Regions from separate parts of the Sus scrofa genome. Here regions 1 and 3 are each linked to region 2. The links are chromatin contacts, called in public Hi-C and promoter capture Hi-C maps. All regions are on one chromosome and are shown on one strand. Each heading gives the region's core, a stretch centred on a gene start, on an enhancer-like site or on the middle of the called end of the contact. The rest is flanking DNA. Distances are from core to core; before and after follow the strand shown. Region 1 holds the start of MYL6 (myosin, light chain 6, alkali, smooth muscle and non-muscle). Region 2 holds the start of ARHGAP9 (rho GTPase-activating protein 9). Region 3 holds the start of PA2G4 (proliferation-associated protein 2G4).

Evidence for each region. Promoter capture Hi-C pulls out the DNA fragments that hold promoters and counts their contacts. Hi-C and Micro-C count contacts between places; a contact is called where the count stands out from the background.
Region 1: a promoter capture Hi-C map of liver shows a contact between it and region 2, with 20 times the contacts expected there. The contact joins the promoter of MYL6 here to the promoter of ARHGAP9 in region 2. A contact is called at or near these places in 1 of 5 promoter capture datasets (liver) and 1 of 2 datasets of contacts at active chromatin or transcription factors (skeletal muscle).
Region 3: a contact with region 2 is called in a Hi-C map of liver, with 5 times the contacts expected there. The contact joins the promoter of PA2G4 here to the promoter of ARHGAP9 in region 2. A contact is called at or near these places in 1 of 5 promoter capture datasets (liver) and 1 of 47 Hi-C or Micro-C datasets (liver).

Annotation. Positions count from the first base shown.
Region 1 is chr5:21,556,342-21,560,702 of Sscrofa11.1, reverse strand. MYL6 (myosin, light chain 6, alkali, smooth muscle and non-muscle) reads right to left here and starts at 1,378. Exons shown (of 7, transcript NM_001163997.1): 1 at 1,345-1,378; 2 at 1,054-1,081; 3 at 48-191. The coding sequence starts at 1,347. MYL6B (myosin light chain 6B) reads right to left here. Exons shown (of 8, transcript XM_003126266.3): 3 at 3,620-3,647; 4 at 3,258-3,401; 5 at 2,695-2,868; 6 at 2,132-2,209; 7 at 1,945-1,982; 8 at 1,708-1,818. The coding sequence ends at 1,954.
Region 2 is chr5:22,759,665-22,763,711 of Sscrofa11.1, reverse strand. It overlaps ARHGAP9 (rho GTPase-activating protein 9), which reads left to right and starts at 1,533. Exons shown (of 18, transcript XM_021091869.1): 1 at 1,533-1,893. It overlaps MARS (methionine--tRNA ligase, cytoplasmic), which reads right to left. Exons shown (of 22, transcript XM_021091867.1): 2 at 2,326-2,828; 3 at 1,403-1,493; 4 at 1,178-1,256; 5 at 960-1,094; 6 at 280-355. The coding sequence starts at 2,581.
Region 3 is chr5:21,494,428-21,498,607 of Sscrofa11.1, reverse strand. PA2G4 (proliferation-associated protein 2G4) reads right to left here and starts at 2,611. Exons shown (of 14, transcript XM_013988304.2): 1 at 2,329-2,611; 2 at 103-231. The coding sequence starts at 2,416. It overlaps ERBB3 (receptor tyrosine-protein kinase erbB-3), which reads right to left. Exons shown (of 28, transcript XM_021091799.1): 28 at 3,568-4,180.

The sequences.
Region 1 (4,361 bases), core at 129-2,628, 1.2 Mb after region 2:
CTGCGGGCCTGCCACCATGCTGAGCAGGTTGTTCTGAGGACTCTTACCATCACTCTTGGGGTTCCCCAGGACCTTGAGCACCTCGGCGTTGGTGGGGTTCTGGCCCAGGGCCCTCATCACGTCCCCACACTGGCTGTACAGGATCTTGCCATCCCCTGTTCGGTCAAACAGCTGGAAGGCCTCCTTGAACTCTGAGGATTCGGATAAACATCAGCACCTGGCAGGCACAGATGAACCCAAACCCTCCCTCACAGTCCCCGTTGCCCATTCAACTTTAATCACGCTGAGGAAACCAGATATTTATACCACTGTACACCCAAGCCCTCTAAGAGGGATCTAGTGTCCCTTCTTCCCAACTCAGGTGTCCCACATAAAGACAGCTCTCCTCAAGCCCTGGCAGAGTGGTAACTGCCATTTCCATACCCCCTCTGCCTACAGCAAGCCTGCCCAGCCTCCTCACTACAGTACTCAGGGCAGGAATTTGCCACCGCCCAGTCTGGGCCTTGTCCTTATAAGGAAGTGGGAGCAGCAGCCTGGGACTGGGGTCATCCCAGCCTGCCACTCTCACCCCTTCAGTACAGAAAGAAATCTTTCAGAGAGTATAGCTGCAAAGAAGCGTCCTCAACAAACTCCCCTGTACCAGCAAAACAACAGGTCACTGCTTCTTACAACCTTCACAATTCCAAGCTGGGGGAGGGGGAAAGTTAGCACAGGAGGAGAGAAGAGGCAGAAGGAGGTGATTAAGGAACAGAGGAGCACAAGCAGCTTAATACATCACTCCCGAGCCCCACACACGGCAGACATTGGTGGCCAAGCTGTTTCACATGCTCACACCACCTACAGAACTCACCCGGTGCTTGGGGCTCAGATCTAGAGTAGAAAGGGAGGGAGGAAGAAAGATTGAGAAAAGAAAATGGAGGCCCAGAAGGAGGGAGAAGGGAATCCACGAGGTACTCCCTTGTGGGTGCTGAAGAAATGACAGGTAGGGGGTAGGTGCTAGAAGGAATGTCCCTCTCCCTAAGCATGACCTCAGCGGGGTCAGAGATTACCTACCTGCGGTCTGGTCCTCGGTGAAGTCACACTGCTCGGAGAAGAGGGGAGCGATCAGCATCTTAACTCCAATCCCCCAAGCTTCCAGCCCCGTCCCAAGAACTCTGAACCACGAACTCCTGTTCCATCCTGGGCACTCTCGCTTCCCAGCAGGGCAGGCTCTCAACATCTCCAACCCCACCTCCAACCCTCAAGTCCCTTTGCCCCCTACCTTCTGCCTTCTCTTCGCCCCCTACCCCCGGCTTCCCGCCTCTCGCCCCCAATCCCGCTCATCCTCCCAGCCCCGGGCCCCACCATCTTGACTGCTTGGCTCTGCGGGACCTTTTCCTGCAGTAATGGCTCCGGTTCTCGGCCCAACCCTAGTCTTAGTACGTCCCAATGACGTCACCCTCCGTTGACCCAGCCAATAGGGATCCTGGCCCGGTCTTATGCAGATGCTGCTGCTACATTAGTAAGGAGGTGGGCGGGGCCCGCTGCGGCTCATTTTTCAGAATAGTCCTACCCGGGGCACAGAAACCGCAGAGGAGGGTGGGGTGGGGCGCAAGGAATCTCCTCCTGCGAGCCGCAGGAAAATCGGGGGATGTCGGATTTGGGAGAGGAGATCCCTCCCTTTCCTTCCTTCCCTCCCCCACCTCTGAAGAAAGCAAGAGTCGGAGGTTTAGGGGAGGAACCGTCACTTTATTTTGAAACAATAGGTGGCCTCCTAGCGGCAGGAACTTGCTTTCGCCCGCGAGGGGTAGGGGGACTCCTTGTCGAGCCCCACTGCACCTGTGGAAAAAGATGAACGTTGCCAAATCCTGGAGCTCAAGCGCGCAGCAGGACGTGGAAACGTATGTCTCTGGTAGAGGGAAGGGAAGCAGGCTGGCCTCACAAGGCGAAGTGGGAGGGCCCTACCTGTAGAGCTCAGACGCTCAGGATGTGCTTCAGGAAGGCTGCAGAGAGAGGAGGCAAGAGGGGCTTCAGAAGATGGTCTTGATAATCCATCTGACTTTAGATAATTTGGGCCACAGGACGCGCCCCCACATACGAGGAGCCTCATGCTTCCCCTCTTCCCCTGTCTCTTCAGCTCCTAGCCGCTCACCTTCATAGTTGATGCAGCCGTTGCTGTCCTCATGTCCTGCCAGAACTGTCTCCACCTCCTCTTCAGTCATCCTCTCTCCTAAACCCCAGACACAGCGTTTTAGCCCCTGCCTTCCCTCCCTCATCAACCCAGGCCTCATTCTTCTGGGTGGTACCTCTTCTCCCACCCTGGAGACTTGCCCATAGCAACAGTCCCCCAAGAGAATCCTGTCCTTGTAATGCGCATGCCTTGAATGCCTCCCAGCATCTTGCTTTCCATTTCACCTCAGTTACACCTGGTGAAAGCTCCACAGACAAGGAAACTGAATTTCAGAGGATTAAGAGACACATACCATATCACAGAGGCCAACCATCTCTTCCAAAATAGAAGCTCAGATCTCCCATCTCATCCCCTTTCCTCTGCCCTTTGGGAGGCATCTGTACCCCAGAAGCAGGCTCTGACCTTCTCGGTCTTCTGCCCATGACCTCCAGGACAGTAATCCCTCCCTGGCTCTGCCTGCTTGGCTAACCTTCTTCTTGGTTCACCCCCTCCTCTCCACCCCACAGTTCTGGTCCCTGCCTCACCCAGGGTAGTGAGGACATGTCTGAGCTCTGCTCCCATGACTTTGCCGTTCCCCTCTTTGTCAAACACGCGAAGCCCCTCCAGGTAGTCCTGGTATGTGCCTTGCCCCTGGATCTTGGCCACTGCCTGGAGCATGGGCAGGAAAGTCTCAAAGTCTATACGTCGGGTCTTCAGCTCTGCAGATCAGAGAGGTGAAGGTGAGGTCACTGTGATGTCACCTAGGACTTAGCTCTCATCCCCACCACGAATTTCTTTTCTTTCTTTTTTTTTTTTTTTTTTTGGCCACACCCATAGCATGTGGAAATTCCCAGGCCAGGGATCAAACCTGTGCCACAGCAGCGACCCAGGGGGCTGTGGTGACAATGCCGGATCCTTAACCTGCTGTGCCACAAGGGAACTCCCCACTAAGGATTTTATTTGTTCAACATTCAGGATGATTTTCTGCCCCTGGGTCTGACAGCTTTAGAAGTCCGGGGACCCACCTCAGCATCCTCTGTCACCTTACCCACATTCCTCGGTTCCACCACTAAACTGAAAACCCTCATTGTTCCAGGGGTCCCCTCACCATCACTCTTGGGGTACCCCAGGACTCTGAGCACCTCGGCGTTGGTGGGGTTCTGGCCCAGGGCCCTCATCACGTCCCCACACTGGCCGAACAGGATCTTGCCATCCCCTACTCGGTCAAACAGCTCGAAGGCTTCCTTGAACTCTGAAGTATAAGGAGGGGTCAGTGTTGACAAGGGGTTCCCATCACCATCAGAAGAAAGAAGAGTTAGAAACTATGTGCTTGAGCTGGGCAGCACAGGGAACACAAAGAGCACTGGTGTTGCAGGTTTCAAGGTCGGGACTGGAGTTAGGGGAATAGAAAGAGGATCTGACCAGGGGCTTGGGATGGACAGTGGGCTCAGGGGACCAGCTTCTCCTCACCCTCCAGCTGGTCCTTGTTAAACTCGATCTGTGGAAGAAAAGAGCAGGTGAGGAGGGATGACAGGGCTTATTCAATCTCTCTCCAGCACTCCTCCCGACCAACTGGCAACCACTTCTGGGGAGGGGCCCAAAGGGACCAGGCTGGGAGCCCAGCCACCTCAGTCCCATTCCCAGCTCCAGACCTTGGGAGAATCCCAAGAGGAGGAATTATTGGGGGGAGGGTTTCCTGGGAACAGGGTTAATCCCATGCCACCTGTTCCCCTCCCTCTACTGCCCTGAGCCCTGCATCCCTCACATAACTGGGGGCTGAACAAAGGCTAAATTTACCCCTGGCCCCCAGCTGTGATTGTCTAACAAGTCTGTCCTCTTCAGCCTTCCTTCCTGGGGTTCAGAGCTGTGGCCTTTCGTGTTGAACAGTCAGCCAGGGGCCGGCAGCAGCTCCCTCCCTTCACCTTGAAACTGTCCTCAGAACCCAGATGTTCCCCATCTCACAGTCCCTGCCTCCAGCAGGAGGGTCAGTGAGAATGTGTGTGTATATACGTACACAGAACGTGTTATAGATTAGAGGAAGAGCTCAACAAAGACAATAGCAGAGTCATGACCCTGAATCCTTCCAAATAGGGGACGAAGGGAAACCCCCGCTATCATCCAGTGCTTACTGATTCCCTACCTTCTAGATACCCCCTAGTCCTCTAGGCTGAATCCCACCCTTTACCACTCCCTCCAAATTCTTTTCTCACTT
Region 2 (4,047 bases), core at 284-2,783:
CGCCAGATCCTTAACCCACTGAGTGGGGCAGGGGATCAAACCCTCGTCCTTATAGATACTAGTCCAGTTTGTTACCACTAAGCCACAATGAGAACTCCAGCCTCTTCTTCATGAAGTTTCTCCAGCTGGCTTTCCCAGTTCCCTCAGCCCTCTTTCTGCTATAGCTGCCCATCAAGCTACACCTCAAACTGGTTCCTCATTATTCACCTACCCACTCTGTTACCCCTACACCAAGCTCCTGGTGTTGGAGCTAGGGGTGAAGCAATGGGCAGTTCTCACCAGGAAGGTAGGCTGGGTCTTGGAGTAACGGGTACAGCGCTCCCCACAAAACAATGTCAGCTAAAGATTCTGTCTCCTTTGTTGAGAAAAGCAAAGAAAGAGGCAGGTGAGGCACTCAGTTTCTTCCCAATGAATGTCACATTTCATACATTTGCTACACACTTACAAGGTATCAAGCACCGTATTAAGCATATTTTAATTATCTCAGTCTTCACAACCCACTGAAGTGAATGCTAATATTACCCCCTTTCAAAGATGAAAAACTGAAGGTTTGAATTTATTGAGGTCTCTTTGTTGCTGCTCTTTTTTTTGTTTTTTTTGTCTTTTAGGGCCACTCCTGCAGCATGTAGAAGATCCCAAGTTAGAACTATATCCGCCAGCCTACGCCACAGCCACAGCAATGTGGGATCTGAGCAGCATCTGTGCCCTACACCACAGCTCCTGGCAACGCCGGGTCCTTAACCTACTGAGCGGGACCAGGGATCAAACTTGCATCCTCATTGATACTAGTCGGGCTTGCTATCACTGAGCCACAACGGGAACTTCCAAGTGTAGTGAGTTTTAAAGGTTACACTGCTAGTTGAGAGGCAGTTTGGGGGTCGGAACTCTGAATACAGTGTTCTTTCCTAACTCTCATACCACACAGCTTTCCCCAATCCCCATCTCAAGGCCCAACTCACCCCAGCCAGGAAAGGACAGCTCCGACGACTCAGGCTGTGGTCAATATGAGTCAGGGCTCTCCGGACTGGGCCAAGAACATCTTCCCCCTTCTTCCCCTGGACCACTAAATAGTACAGGGCAGCGGACAAAGCTGGCTAAAATGCGGGAGACACAAGTCAGGATGGCCATGCAAAGCAATGGCCTGCCTGCCTGTGATTCCCCCACATCTCAGTCTTACCTGCAGCTCTGTTGCTTCCCATTCCAGCCACTGGTTGGTGAGGTCATCTTGCTCCCACCCAGACAACAGAAAGAAGTATCTAACCAGGGAGAGAGCAACAGAAGGTAGAATGAGAGGGGCCTGTTTCTCACCCCCTAGTGAAACAGTGATTGTAAATAAGGCCACAGAGGACAATAATCCCTGATTTTATTCAGCCACCTCCCTGAATCAAGGACCAATACTGACCGACAGATTGCACTGGCGGAGAAGAGGTAGTTGCCACTATCCAGTTGCAAGACAGGGACCTTAGGCCGAGTCAGGAATGGAACCACACACTCTGATGCAGAACAGGAAAATGGGTGAAATACAGGGAAAAGAAAACAAATACTCTGTCAACTTAGAAGGACAACTTCACAGTGTTGGGGGCCTGGGGGAAGAAAGATGGGCCGTCTCAAGGAGAGGTTCCAGGATAGGACCACTGAAAGGGGGTGGGTCCAGAATACGCTGGAGAGACCAGCAGGTGTTCAGCTGAGACTGCCAGCTGGAAACAACAGATGGGAGTTGCAGACGGGAGGCGGTGGTATTGGGGTAGTGCTGCAGCCAAGAACTGAAACAACTGAAAGTAACTAGGATATCTGAGAGATCTGAGCTACACTGGAAGAACAAAATTAAGAGAACTGGGAGGATGGACAAGAGAACCTCTTAAGAGTCAAACAGATGGCTGGGAATGAGAAGAGGTAAACCGAAGGGAATATGTGTGTCTGGGTTTAGGAGAGGCGAGTGGGGTTTCCTAAGAACAAAGGAAAGGGGTGCCTGGGGAATTGTCATGTGAGTGACTAGCGAGTGTGTGTGGGGTCGGGGGGGAGTGCCGGGTAGGTGTGGGAGGTTAATAAAGGGAAAGAGTTTCACTGAAGTAAGGCGAGGTCCTGGGAAACGAAGAAGGGGAGGCAAAAGATGAGGGAAGGGGACACTGAGGAGAATTAGGTAACCGATGAAAGATGTGACTGGGAGGGAAACGGGATGGGGTGCCCAAGGACATTGCGGGAGAAATCTGACGGGAGTGCATGGTGGGGGGATGGGGGGTGGTAAAAGACAACTGTAGGGTGGGTGTCGGGCGTGTTCGCGTCCCGCCCTCCTCATCCACCGCCCACCAGCACCAGCCCGTCTACCTTCGGGGCCTACAGTGCTGATGAGCAGCTCCACTCTGCCCTGGGCCCTCCCGGCCGCAGCTAGCACAGGCAGGCTCCCCGGGGCGCCCTCGCTCACGAACAATCTCATTTCGCCGTGGGTCCCACGCTGATGCAACCGGAACCGGTCTCCCGCCAGAGGGATAAGCGATTGCCGCGCGGCACGCCGGGAAATGGAGTTCCGACTAAAGCTGTTCCCCGGGCCTGGGTTCCGGAAGTAGACTATTTCTCCCATCATACAACACTAGGAAACAGGAAAAGAGTGCCATAGAGACGAAGAGGCCGTAAACGCAGTGCCAGAGTGGCATCTTTTTGATGGGAGGGCCAGAAAGGACCTTTATGTGTGGGATCCGGCTTGTAATCCTCTAACGCCTCCCGAGAGCGGTGAAGGATACCGAGGGGTACAGTTATCTCGCTGAAGTGGCGACGTCAAGACTGCGGCTACTCGCAATGGCCCACTCTCGATTCGAGCTCATAAGAGAGTTCTGGAATTGATAGATAAGCGTATTTTAGTGACATAATGAAAATTAGTGTAGGTATCCTATTAGTAAAAAAGAATGTGACAATTATATATTTATTTCATACCAGTCTGAAGCGCGTATACAGCCAGGTGCTAACATTAAAGGGAAATGAGTCTGTGTAGGAAAAAGTTCAGATTGCTGGGGAGTAAGAAAGCAGAGTTTGGCAGTAAGTATACACTACTCAAGGAAGCGCATGTCAGTAATTGAGAAAGGGACCCTTCTTTATCGTCTTTGTACCCCTTTAAGAATAATTGATATCTTAGAGTACTTATGAGCTGGACACTTCTAAATATATATATAGGAGTTCCCTGGTGGCTCAGGAGGTTAAGGATCCAACATTGTCATTACTGTGGCTCTGGTTATAGCTGCTGTGCAGTTGGATCCCTGGCCCAGGAAATTCCGAGTACTACAGATGTGGCAAAAAATATGTGCAGGTATACATTTAATTCTCAAAAAACTATGGAGTTTCTGGGCCTCATTTGAAACTAAGCCATAAGAAGCCTTGCAATTTAGGCCCAGGCTTCTTGGAACACTCCAAGAAGCTGTGAGCTGCCTTGTAAGAAATCTTACTACCCTGAGATTGCCATGCTGGAGAGGTATCATGTTGACATTCTGGCTGACAGGCCAGCTGATCCCAGCATTCCAGTCATCCTCATCACGGAGTCAGATATCTGAATGGAGCTCTCCAGAACAACCCATCTATCTGCCTGCTGAATACCACAAAGTGACCCTCGTCAGTGCCACGTGGGACAGGAGAATCACCCAGTTGAGCCCTGCCCAAATTTCTCTCCATAAAATGGTGGGTTATAAGAAAACAGTTATTTTTTTAAATTACAAACAATAAGATAGCTTCTCTCATTCTTATTTTTCAGATGAGGAAACTGAAGCACAGAGAGGTTACTTTGTTCTATACCAGGCATTTAAGATATGATTATTCATAAAATATTTCTACTTTATTTTTTTGGTTTTTTTTAGGGCCACGCCCATGGTATATGGAGCTTCACAGGCTGGGGGTGGAATCGGAGCTACAGTAGCTGGCCTACACCACAGCCACAGCAACGAGGGATCCGAGCCATGCCTGTGACCTACATCACAGCTCACAGCAAGGCCAGATCCCCAACCCACTGATTGAGGTCAGGGATCAAACCCATGTCCTCATGGATACTAGTCGGATTTGTTTCCA
Region 3 (4,180 bases), core at 1,362-3,861, 1.3 Mb after region 2:
AATATCTCAACCAGTGCTGGAGCTGGGGGTGCATCATTATAATAAAACAAACAGGACTGAATAAGGGTCAAATGCAGGAAATTAGTGGGGGATTATTTTTACCTTTCTTCATTTCTTTTTCTTTCTTGAAAATTTTCCCTGTCTCTTCCATTATCATGGCATCCCCTTTCTCGCACAGGCTCAGTACCGACACACCTGAACAGGAAGCTTCCACCAAAGACCGAAGTACCCCTGGGAACAGAATCCCATTGGATCAGTCCTGCAAGTGTTGTCTAAGTTACCATCTAAGCAATACCTCAAAGCTAAACATTTCCTGGTGCCATTGCTTTAAGGATGAAAGAGAGAACAAGTTGTGCCTCTTGGGAGTTCCCATGGTGGCGCAGTGGTTAACGAATCCGACTAGGAACCATGAGGTTGCGGGTTCGATCCCTGCCCTTGCTCAGTGGGCTAAGGATCTGGCGTTGCCGTGAGCTGCGGTGTAGGTTGCAGACGCAGCTCGGATCCCACATTGCTGTAGCCCTGGTGTAGGCCGGTCGGTGGCTACAGCTCTGATTCGACCCCTAGCCTGGGAATCTCCATATGCCGAGGGAGTGGCCCTGGAAAAGGCAAAAAGACAAAAAAAAAAAAAAAAAAAAAAAAAAGTTGTGCCTCTTGGAATGTACTTACCTATCCATCTCTAAATTGCTACCTTCCTTTCCTAAAAAGAGCCAACACTTCCTTATACATTGTGACAACTGGTGACACTGTATGCACTGTCTGTCTCCCTAGGCAAGGCAGACTTTCCCAAGATGATAGCTGAGGTGTGCAGGACAGAGTCATGAACTTCAAGGAGGTTCTCAGCAAGGTATCCAACACACTGGCAAAGCAGACTGGGGGAAATTTATAGGCGTCAGGGACAACAGGAGGGCAGACATAGAATTGCTGACCCGAAGCTGATGCATTGTTAAATGCTACCTTCTTCCCTTCCCAGACACCCCAATTAAGTGTTAGTAATCTCAATATGTAGACTTATTTCTTTATATAACAAGTCAAGGAGACTTAACCTAAGGTCTCTGGGCTTCAGCAAGCTTGGGCTTATAGCTTTTAGCAGATCTCAATGAGGTATGTGACCCAAAAGAGTTTCCAACTGGTATCTGGAATCCCAAGTGCCTCAGAAGTTATAAACTGCAAGAGGAAAAAAAAGTTTTTCTGTTTTCAAACCACTAAATGTCCATTATGTTATAAAGCATTGTTCTGTTCACTGGATATCCTCTCCAAGGCCCAAAGTGAACTATAGGTTTGATTTTTGTGATCCAAGTTTTGGGGATTTTTTGGAAGTTTGAAAAACTCAGGTTTTTAGCCATAGGATCAAAGGCATCCTAAATACCTATCTTTACTGTCAAAACCATTTAAAAGCCCAAAGACAAGCATCTTCTGTCCCCTAACTGGGTTTTAAATCGCAAAGAGAGAAAAGAGAAAGTGAGACATCTGCCTAGAGTGGCAGGCAGCTGCTGAGAAGTCTGAGCGAGCCCCCATAAGGATAACTTCCGAGATCCTATAAAGTCAGTCTCCCCTTTACCAGTGCTCTACACAGGTTTGCCTGGTTGGGGTGAAAAGAACCTCAAAACACTCCTAGAGCTGTCAAACCCCTGAGAGCAATCAAATTTGACAACTAACTAAAGCTATCTGCGCAGATTGGAGATGATAACTTCAAGAACAACCAGATACGTCTCCAAGAGTTATGTTAGGGGTTCTCCAGGGGTACCCTCCAACGGTCCCTGAGCTGGCCCAAGAGTAGAAGGCGGCCCCCTCCAGGGAGGGAGCTGAAGTAAAGAACGAAAGACTACAGCAAAGCACGTGGTAGGGAAGCTAGTGTCAGGGACTGTAGCGGAGGAAGGGAGCCGGCGATCCGCTGGGGACCCGGCAACACGTGCCGGCTAGGCTCCTGACGGCGGGGAGCAGCGACAAAATAGAGGAGCGTTTCGTTTCCGAGGTGGCCTCCCTGCTGCCAAAATCAGAGGCAGAGATCCAGACAGAAGGATGAAGAGCAGGACATACGCCCTGCCTCCTTACCAAGGGCCTAGGGTCGGAGCCAGCCGGGGCCCCGCTCTGCGCTCTTCCCTGCCACCCGCCTGCATCTTCACAGACTCCAGCCCAGGCCTAGCCGCTCAGGTCCCAAACGCGATAACGAGCCTTCCCACCACGCCAAACCCAGCAGACCCGCGGGGGGCCCTCACTAGCCCACTCTGCATGACCCCACCGCTCCAGCCCCTCACCGGCTCGTCAAGCACCGTCCCCCTTGCCTCTCCCTCCCAGCCTCGATCTCCGGACCCCCGAGGCCGCACTCACGGTTGGCGATGTCGCCCCCCATCTTATACTTGGTCACGACCAGGTCCTCGGCGATAGTCTGCTCCTGTTGCTCGTCCTCGCCCGACATCTTCCCACCACCACCACCGCAGCCTCGTTTCTCCTGAGCCGCTGCCTCTGTCGCCCTTCCCAACCACAGGCTGTGGCCAGAGCCCCTTCGATCCGCGAGGAGAGCGCGAGCAAAAGCGCGAGCAAGCTAGGGAGCGGGCGGGCGAGAGCGAGAAACTGCGAGCGCGCGGGCTGATGCGCAGGGCATGCTGGGACAACGAGTCCCTCCCGCCGCCAGCCTCTAGCTGCCCTCGCGGACTCGCGAACTACAATTCCCAGCCTGCCTTTCGCGCCCCTAAGCCAGGCCCTGGGGCCTTGCCCTCCGAGGGCCTCGCACGCCGGAATCGCCAAGCACGCTGGGAAGGGTCAGGCTCCGGCGGGAAGGCGGAGCCGTTGGAGAGCATGAGGGGAAGCGTGGTCTCTCCCGGAAAAACCATATCCACCAGGAGCGCTGAGCGAGAACCCGTAATAGAGGGAGGCGGGCTAAGGGAGAAGGGGGCGGAGCTACGGCGGGGACGTGGGTTTGGAGGCTGCGGGGCAGGGTGGAGCAGAGACGAGTGGGGGTGATTGTATCAAGGGCGGGGAGGCTGGGTACGCCCTTCCTCGGATCCCTGGAGCGGCAGGCGGACCGGCCTGGCCAGTCCGATCGTCCTCAGGTGCTGGGAGGGGCAGAGCGAGTGTGGAAGGAGACCCGGAGTGCGTGGAGCAGGGACTAACTGGGCACCAGATTTCTGTGGGATTATCCATGTACAGCCTTCCAAGTCTAGAGGCCGGCTCCCTCTGAAGATGGCACTATTGTTCCAACAACAGGCTTTGATGGCACCTAAGACGGACACTTTTTTTTAAAGTTGTGAAACGTTTGAGAGTTTCAGTATTCTACCTCTTGGGGCCTTTTCTAACTGCCCCAAACGTGTTTTGTTTGGTTGTTTTGTTACTCCCAGTTAGTCGGTTGCCCTATACAGATTCCTAGTAAAACGCTTAAATGAAAAGGACTGTACCCTTTGCTTGTCTAAAGAGACTATAAGGAAAGTGGGGCTGGAGAAAGCTACAGGGGGCCAAGTAGGACTGTGGGGAGACAGAGAAGGAAGCATGCCATGGTAGCCATTCTCTGCTGTGGAACGGAGAAAAGGGCTGATCTGTCCACTCACTAAAGTTTGTCGTTAGACAAGAAGCTGCAAAACCTTGGCATCTTTATTCAGACATGTATAAAAACAAAACAAAAACTTGAGGGATAAAAACAGATACTCCCAGTTTCCCATTCAAAGGAACTGAGGTCTGAAGCCGGGTCCTCTTTTTCATCTCCACTGGAAGCTTCCCACTACTGAATGAGAACTGCTCCTAAAAAATGGCTCTGGGGACCGTCTGAGTCTGTCCCTTAGGCAGATATCATATGTAGCACACGAAGATTACGGTTTACACAGAGATGTCCAGTTATTTTTCCTTCTGTCCACCCCCTTACTCCCACTTGCTGAGATGAGCAGTCCAGGTGTAGGAGGAGGCTGTGGATATTGGGGTTAGACTTGATTCAGTGCAAACACAAGAAGACAATACCTCTTACTAGTGCTCTGACTTTCATCAGTTTTCTTTGACACCTTACACTAAGAGCATGGTGCATTGGAAAATTTTGAATCCTGGACCTGCTACTTGATTTACTTAATCTCCTTAAGGCTCAGTTTCCTTATTTGTAAAATGGGATAATGCCTAGCTCACAGAATTGGTGTCAAGGATTAAGTGAGATGGGTAAGTTTAGATGATACTTGGCACACAGTCAACGTTCAATGAACAG